2 separate regions of the Zea mays genome follow, and region 1 is linked to region 2. The links are chromatin contacts, called in public Hi-C maps. All regions are on one chromosome and are shown on one strand. Each heading gives the region's core, a stretch centred on a gene start, on an enhancer-like site or on the middle of the called end of the contact. The rest is flanking DNA. Distances are from core to core; before and after follow the strand shown.

Region 1 (3,964 bases), core at 780-3,279, 87 kb before region 2:
TTAAACGTGAAAAGGGATTCATCTGGACTTCACTTCGATGCTAGTATTCCAGAAGGCCCCATTATTTGCACTCATATAATACTGTTATAGCACCTGATGGTTGAAAACTGAAACTCCACTCAGTGGTTCGTGTGGGAAACCCTAACCCTGGAGTAGGGTTGGAAGTTGTATTAATAGACTTGATGTAACTGGGCCAGGCCCATTACAAACGGGCGAGAGGGTAATTACACGGGGATAACCCCAAACCCTAAACGGGTATTCTAACACCCCCCCACAGTCGCAACTCTATCTTGTACAGATGTCGAGACTGGATCGAAAGTCTAAAAATACACTCGACGGTAACCCCTTGGTGAAGATGTCGGTGAACTGCAGCATAGTGGGAACGCTGAGAACCCGAACGTCACCTGCAGTGTCATGCTCACGGACGAAGTGCGGGTTGATCTCCACGTACTTTGTGCGCTGATGTTGCACGAGATTGCTGGAAAGGTAAACGGCGCTGACGTTGTCGCGGTAGACGAGGGTGGCGCGCTGAAGGGGGTTGTGGAGCTCGTGGAGTAGCTGGCGCATCCAGGAGGCCTTCGCCACGTGGCCACATCGCGGTTCTCGGCCTCTGCGCTGGAGCTGGAGACGACGGGTTGCCGCTTGGCGGCCTAGGAAACAAGGTTGGCGCCCAGGAACACGACATAGCCGGAAGTGGACTGGTACGTGTCGGGACAGCCGATCCTATCAGCGTCGGTGTAGACCACAAGCTCCGACATCGAGGATGGTCGGAGTAGGAGTCTGTAGTCGAGGGAGCCACAGAGGTAGCAGGATCCGCTTGAGAGCGGTGAGATGGGGCTCCTGTGGGGTGTGCATATGCAGGCACACCTTTAGGACGGTGTAGGCAATGTCAGGTCGGAAGAGACCAGGGAGTCGTGGTGGGGGTCCTTGGAGGCGGGAGCTGAGGCGGAGCCTAGGTCGACGGGGGAGGTATGTCGTAGGCAGGCGGTGGAGGTGCGCTGTAGGAGGCGCGATCAAGAGAGTCGGTGCCGGAAGACTGGAGGCACTTGGGGCCTGACTCGACCACATGGAGATGGTTCTGGTAGAACGACGGCCAGCCCTGGACACCACCCAGGCCGGTGGAACCTCCGCGGGTGGAGCTGCCACCCCCGTGTCCGCCCTTGCGGGGGCGACGACCTCCGTCGGCGGTGCAGCCGGACGAGTGGCCACAAGTGCCGCAGTAGGAGGGCGAGCGGGGGCCCCGGTCGAGGAAGTGCGAGGGGCCTACCCCCCGGAAGACGCCTGACCGCCAGGAGGAGCGTTGTAGAGTGTCGGGGCCGGAGTGGGTGCCTCAATCGCCATGGTGAGCTCTTCAAGGAGAAGCTCGTTTTGCACGACATTGGAAGGTGGGAAAGGGCACAGTTCTCTTGATGCGAGCCTTCAGGTGGCCGTAGCGGGGGCTGTGAGGCCACGCAGGAGATTCATCACCAAGGTACGGTCGGTCATCGGCTCGCCGAGGTCGCGGAGGGAGTCCGCTAGGCCCTTCATCTGGTGGCAGTACTCCCCCACGGAAAGGCCCCCTGAGAGAACTGGTGGAACTGGGCGTCGAGGTGAAGGGCCCGAGCGTCCCGGTTCCCGAGGATCTATTCCTCGAGGGCGAGCCACGCCTGACGGTCCATGTCCGCCTGGCCGAGGATGATGTCTTGGAGCTCGACAGTTATGGTGTCGTGGAGCCACGAGAGCACCACGTTGTCCATCAGGTACCAGGATGGAGACGGTGGGGCGGCGGGTGAGGAGGACCTGTCCCCGGCAGCGAGGGTAGTGGGAGGACGACGGGTCCCGCACGATGGACACGAGAGACCGGATGTTGTGGAGTCCGACGGCTTGTGCGTGGAGGGCGGCGATGTGGTCGGCGTCGAGTCCAGAGGTGAGGGGGGGGGGACTCGGGAGTGGGTGAAGGAGTCTCATGGATGACTGGAGGAGGGCCGAGGATGATGCGTTGTGCGGTGGCCATCCGGGCGGTCAGGGCGGCGCCCATGGCACGCTCTTGCTCCAAGGCAAGGGACGCGGTGCGCCCGCGCTCTTGCGAGGCGGCGAGGACAACCTGGATGATGGTGATGGCGGCGACCGGAGCGGAGTCGGTGGACGGCGTGACGACGCGTGGTGGGGCCCAAGTGGTGTCGGCAACAGGCAGGCGAGGAGCGGTGAAGCCGGGGGGCGGCTGCCTGGAGAAGCCGGTCGGGGAGAGGGTCCTGGGGGGCCGTGGTGGCACTGAGGACACTCGTGGAGGCCGGGTAGACGTGGAAGCCGAGGCCGTCGTAGAGGCTGCTGGGGAGAAGGCCAGCCGCGGCGGTAGCAGCGGTGGCACCGGGCGCGGTGGGGCCGGCTTTGCGTGCGCCGGCAGCGGTGCCGGTGCCGACCACAGAGGTAGCGGCGGTTGCGCCGTGTAGGAGGGGTCGGCCGCGCTGGAGACTGTCACGCCCGGGGGGAGGGAGGCGACAGAGGCGACGGTGCTGAGGGCCGCAGCCTCGGTGGTGTAGGTGTCGACGGCGCCAGGGGCCCGGAGGGCAGCGGCGGCAGCGCTGAGTGGGTCCATGGGGGGAGGAAGGGAGGGCCGGCGGCAGCCGGCTGGAGAGGGAGAGGCGGCAGCGGCCAGAAGGGGGGGCAGCAGGGGGGAGGTGGGGCGGCGGCTGGGTGGGAGGAAAGAAACTAGGCTCTATACTATGTGGGAAACCCTAACCCTGGAATAGGGTTGAGAGTTGTATTAATGGACTTGAGGTATCTGGACTAGGCCCATTAGAAAGGGGTGAGAGGGTAGTTACACGGGGAGAACCCCAAACCCTAAACGGGTATTCTAACAGTTCATGTGGTTATTGTTGCTTGCTGCAGTCTCTTCATCTTAGCAGTTTCTCCCATTGCTGTGGTACTAGAACTTCACTGAACCTTGCTCACTTTTGGACCTCGTAGGAGGTTTGCAGTTCCCTGCCAGTTTCCATTGGACCTTACCATACGCTGCATGACCTAGGTCGATTACTACTGATAGTTTTGAACTATAGAAACTAAAGTGCCTCGTCTTGAAAGAATTTTGCTCCCTCCCTCTCATATTATGTTGTTTTCTTTTCTTTTTCACTTTTTTTAGTGAGCTTTCTGTTTTATGATGACTACTGAAGGTGCACATCATGTAGATCAAGTATAAAGTAATCTAGATGTGGATTCCAATCATTATTTGCTTTCTGATGCTGGCCTTTCAATCTTGCAACAGTATTTCAATCAAATCTTAACGGTTGTGCTTGAGGTATTAGACGACTCTGATTCATCCATGCGGGAGCTTGCTTTATCTTTGATTGCTGAGATGCTCAACAATCAGGTCTGAGTTTTCTACTTTTTTTGAACATGAACAATATTAGGTAGTTGGTCTACTCTCCTTTTTTACATTACAAATATATTTCTCCCAGAAAGATGCAATTGAAGACTCTACGGAGATCGTTCTTGAAAAACTTCTGCATGTGACCAAAGATGCAGTGGCCAAGGTATTGCCTTCATTTTACCCATTGTAATTCGCATACTTGATTGTTTGTGCTAAAATTTCTTTGTTGCTGTGCAGATTTCAAATGAAGCAAACCAATGTTTAAATGTTCTATTGGCAAAATACGACCCTTTCAGATGTCTTGATGTATGTACAAAATTTTATTCTTATGTATTATTGTTGCTTCCCTTTCTATTCAGTCCAGTTTACTATACTTCTATGTTAAAGATCTTTTGGTTCTAATGCAGGTTATTGTACCTCTATTGGTCAGTGATGATGAGAAGATACTTGTTGTGTGTATCAACTGTTTGACAAAGGTATCTCATATTTGCAGTTGGTATTGCTGTCTGATCATTTCTCACTAAGGTGCTGTTTGGTTCAGAAATTGTAACGTAAATGGTAACAGTAATGATTCACACTCAAATGACAACGGTAATAACTTTAAATAGGCTGGTATCA
Region 2 (3,838 bases), core at 824-3,323:
TAGACATGCATTACGAGTACAACACTAAACCCAACGAATGGAGGAATGTCGGAGAGATGTTCTTTTGTGCTTTTTGGTGTTTCTCGCAGTGCGCAGAGGGCTTCAGTCATTATCGTCTCGTGCTCTCTATTGATGGTAGTTTTTTGCTTGGGAAGTATAGGGGCACATTGTTGGTTGCCATTTCATGTGACGTGGACAACGCATTGGTTCTTTTGGCATTTGCTTTGGTGGTGAGGGAGAACAGAGATAGTTCGTTTTGGTTCTTGCGACTTGTTCGGATCCATGTCGTGGGCCCTGGTCGGGAGATTGGTGTCATATATGACAGAAACCAGGGTATTCTTAATGTAGTGCAAGAGCAGATTCCTGGCTACACACCCATGCACCACAGATGGAGCACTCGACACCTAGTAGAAAATCTTTTTCGAAAGGGTTGTACCAAGAATAATTCCCCCCTTTTTGAGGAGGTCTGTCGACAGTTGGAGGTTTCGTTATTCGAGGATAAGTTGAAGGAATTAAAAGATACAACAAATGATGAAGGTGAAAAATGGATTGCTAGATTTCCTAACTGTATTTCCTCGTCTCCTACACAAAAAACAGTAAGTACGAATGCAACATTACGACTGATGCTATCAAAAAGCAATATCAACCTCATCGTAATCTACCACATGTCCAAAAATAACCCACACCAAGATCAGAAGGAACTAATCCATACTTAGCTTCATTAAAACCGCCACTCATTTTTTCTTTTTCTTTGCCTCTGGCTCAGGCCAATGGGACCTAGGACCATACAACCACTCTATGAAACTACACTTACGCCCACCGTATGGCCGTAGGGGAATAAATTAGTAAATTTGTGAAAAAATAACAAAATTTTGGACATTTGTTATGCACTCACATAATTACTGTTGGGACACACGAAGTACTTCACAGTGTCCTTACATAAGACAACACGATCTCCGCAATCACACCGAGGCGGAGACTTCAGTCGTCTTTCTGCGACTAAGTTCTTCTTCTCATCCGTCATTGGTGTCGTGTCGGGGGAGGAGGCACCCAACGCTTAAAACACTGTATATTCCTTCTGGACAACCAATTAGCGAAAAGGAGATATCGATGGTCAAATTTATGAGGACCGTCGATCCATTGGAAAACACATCAAGTGATCCTACAGAAATGGAATGAAGCATTAGTACACATGTAGTAAACATCAATAACACACAAGTCATAAGCTACATATGTTAAAAACGCCACAAGTGTAGAAGCAGCGAGCAGCCGTGTCTAGATATTTGAATTGACATACCCAAGGCGGTCTGCCACAGTCACAATTAGGTACAGGAAGATCAGGAGGAACATGAGCATCCTTACTAGATACATCCAGATACAACTCCCGAGGACGATCTCTCTTCTGCCACAACGACTCCTAATACATGTCTTTTCATCTAACAAACGATTATATATTAACACAACTATATAGAAATAACAGAAATGATTTTAACTTATAAATACATGTATTTCATAAATTATCTAACAAACTGTAGTCATTATATGAACCATATATCATAGGATTCATAACTAATAGCAATATGAGCAACAATCAAAACTAATTAATCGAAAACATACAACGCAATATACGTAACAAATGAATCAGTGAGACACTATACCTTGGTCTTCAAAGTTTTCCAACTCGAATACGAAGATTGGAGCACCTCTGGGTGGTATGGAAGAAGATACAAATGGTTGGGTGCAGCTCTCGGCTAGGAAACAACCGATTTATAGGCCTTCCTAGCTCGGCGCCACAGATCCATGGCGCCGAGCTAGTGCCATGTCGGTGCTGCATCAGCCCTCGACGCTAGCGGCCTTGTGTTACCTTGGTGCTACAACTTATGATATTGAGCAACGAGTCCAAATGCAGAAATAAGTTATCTAGGGGTCTAAACATTAAACACGATTTTTTTCTTAAAAAGGACCAACATAAAAAAAACTCGGGCTGGCGGCCTGCCAGCGCCCGGGGACCGTGAGCCCGTGACCCCAGCGGGCCCAACCAGTCAAAACCGCAAGAGAGAGTCGTGAGGCGTGCGCACTACCCCGAGAAACGTGCGACGGGAACCTCCGCGGTTCCCCAAGTTCGCCTCCTTCACTACTCTCGCGCCCCGGCACGCCTGAAAAACCCCACCCCTCCTGCCGCTCCGCCTCTCCCATCACTTCCCACGCCCCTCGCCGCCTCCCATTCCAGCGTGGACACGACGCCACTCGCCAGCACGGAGACGCGCGCCTCGAAGCACTACTGCACTAGCCAGCCGTCGTTCTTCCGCGCCGGCGCCATGCACCGGGTGCTCGTGAGCTCGCTTGTGGCCGCCACGCCGCGATGGCTGCCCCTCGCCGACTCCATCCTCCGGCGCCGCCGGCCGCGCTGCTCCCCTCTTCCCGTGCTGTGAGCTTCGCTGTCTCCATATGGCCCTATCTCTGGGGCATTGGGTTTGGGTGTGATTGAGCCTCGTTTTTTCTCTCTCCTGCGAATCGTTAAAAGAATGTCATTCCACTGGACACCGATAACCAACTTGGTTACTGCCTGAAACTCGGACTAAACATGTACAATTACTAGCTACAAAATACCGAGGAGAGTAGCTGGGTCCGCGTTTGGATCATTGGCATAAAATTTGAATTTATTTATATTGATACTTGTAGAAGGAACAAGCAATTCAGTTTGGTATGTCACAGATGTGTAATGTGACTTGATTGGTGGCAAATTGTTAGCCCATGTAACTGAAGTCCCTTCCACTGAATAATGAAGCGATTACATACTTTTCACTAATTTGGATTTAGTATCGCACCATTTTGACCCATTTACATTGCCTTGTAATCTTGATGATCCTTTGCTCCAGGATGTTCGATCGGAGGGCTTGGTCCAAGCCAAGGAAGGTCTCACGAGGCATTTCAGTGGCGTCCAGGAAAGCTAACAAACAGGGAGAATACTGTGATGAAAGTATGCTGTCGCATATCATGTGGTGGAAAGAGGTCGTTGCAAACAGCTGATATCTCTACCCCATGCACCAAGGCTGTTTCTTCTGTTATTTATTGATCCTATACTATCTGATGTTTCAGAAAATGGAGAGGTGCAGAAAACCATCATCCATACAATTGACTCAGAGGCTTGTGTATTCAAATATATTAGGGTTGGATCCGAATTTAAGAAACGGAAGGTGTGGTATATGCTTTATGCGTGGCTGACATAATTATGCTCTTTTTTCTTTCTATCTTGAAAGGTTCACATGATGTTATCACTGACATAATACTGCACTATTTGTTCAGCTTGAAAGATGGAACCCTGAACATGGAGATTTTGGTATTTAAATCAAAATTTCCTCGTGAGGTTCTACTTTGCAGAGTATGTTCTGATGTAGCGTTCCATTAAGTTGTATGTTTTTTATGATTCTCTGATAAAAATTCAGTATCACATAGACTTTTAGTGGAAGGGGAAATGGAATCTTAATGCTGTCATACCCGACATACCTTGTCATAACCATCTCATCTATGTGTGCTACCTATATCAGGGATCTGGGTGACATGTGATACCGTGCTATATGCACTTTGCTAGGTATTTGCCATCTTACATGTGGTGCAACTCGTGGTGCATAGACTAATTTTATCTGTTTCACCAATTCACCTCACAGCTCTCAATATAATTAGACTCACTCTCAGCATTTTATCAGAATAACATCCAGAAGTATTATATTGCTCCCTGTTGTTAATTTTTTCTCTCCGATCCAAGACATGAAATTTATTTAAATAGTTTGACCTTTTGTCAACTTCATTAATGTTCTGAATTGTTTTTATAATATTG

What was found. A called contact is a pair of places that touch in the nucleus more often than the background predicts.
Region 1: a Hi-C map of tassel shows a contact between it and region 2, with 2.2 times the contacts expected there. The contact joins the enhancer-like site here to the promoter of LOC732814 in region 2. A contact is called at or near these places in 5 of 25 Hi-C or Micro-C datasets (ear, endosperm, leaf and 1 more).

Annotation. Positions count from the first base shown.
Region 1 is chr10:131,915,241-131,919,204 of Zm-B73-REFERENCE-NAM-5.0, reverse strand. LOC103642826 (CLIP-associated protein) reads left to right here. Exons shown (of 21, transcript XM_020545733.3): 16 at 3,242-3,346; 17 at 3,435-3,509; 18 at 3,584-3,652; 19 at 3,754-3,822. Among protein-coding and RNA genes, the nearest start is that of LOC103642826, 11 kb to the left of the region's middle. Within about 2 kb of position 2,029, at least 3 of the 20 cell types and tissues checked have an H3K27ac peak or open chromatin away from gene starts, as enhancers often do. A contact at or near this core is called in endosperm and tassel, where this site is marked.
Region 2 is chr10:131,827,946-131,831,783 of Zm-B73-REFERENCE-NAM-5.0, reverse strand. LOC732814 (DNA mismatch repair protein) reads left to right here and starts at 2,073. Exons shown (of 22, transcript NM_001112428.1): 1 at 2,073-2,428; 2 at 2,880-3,012; 3 at 3,100-3,197; 4 at 3,307-3,382. The coding sequence starts at 2,319.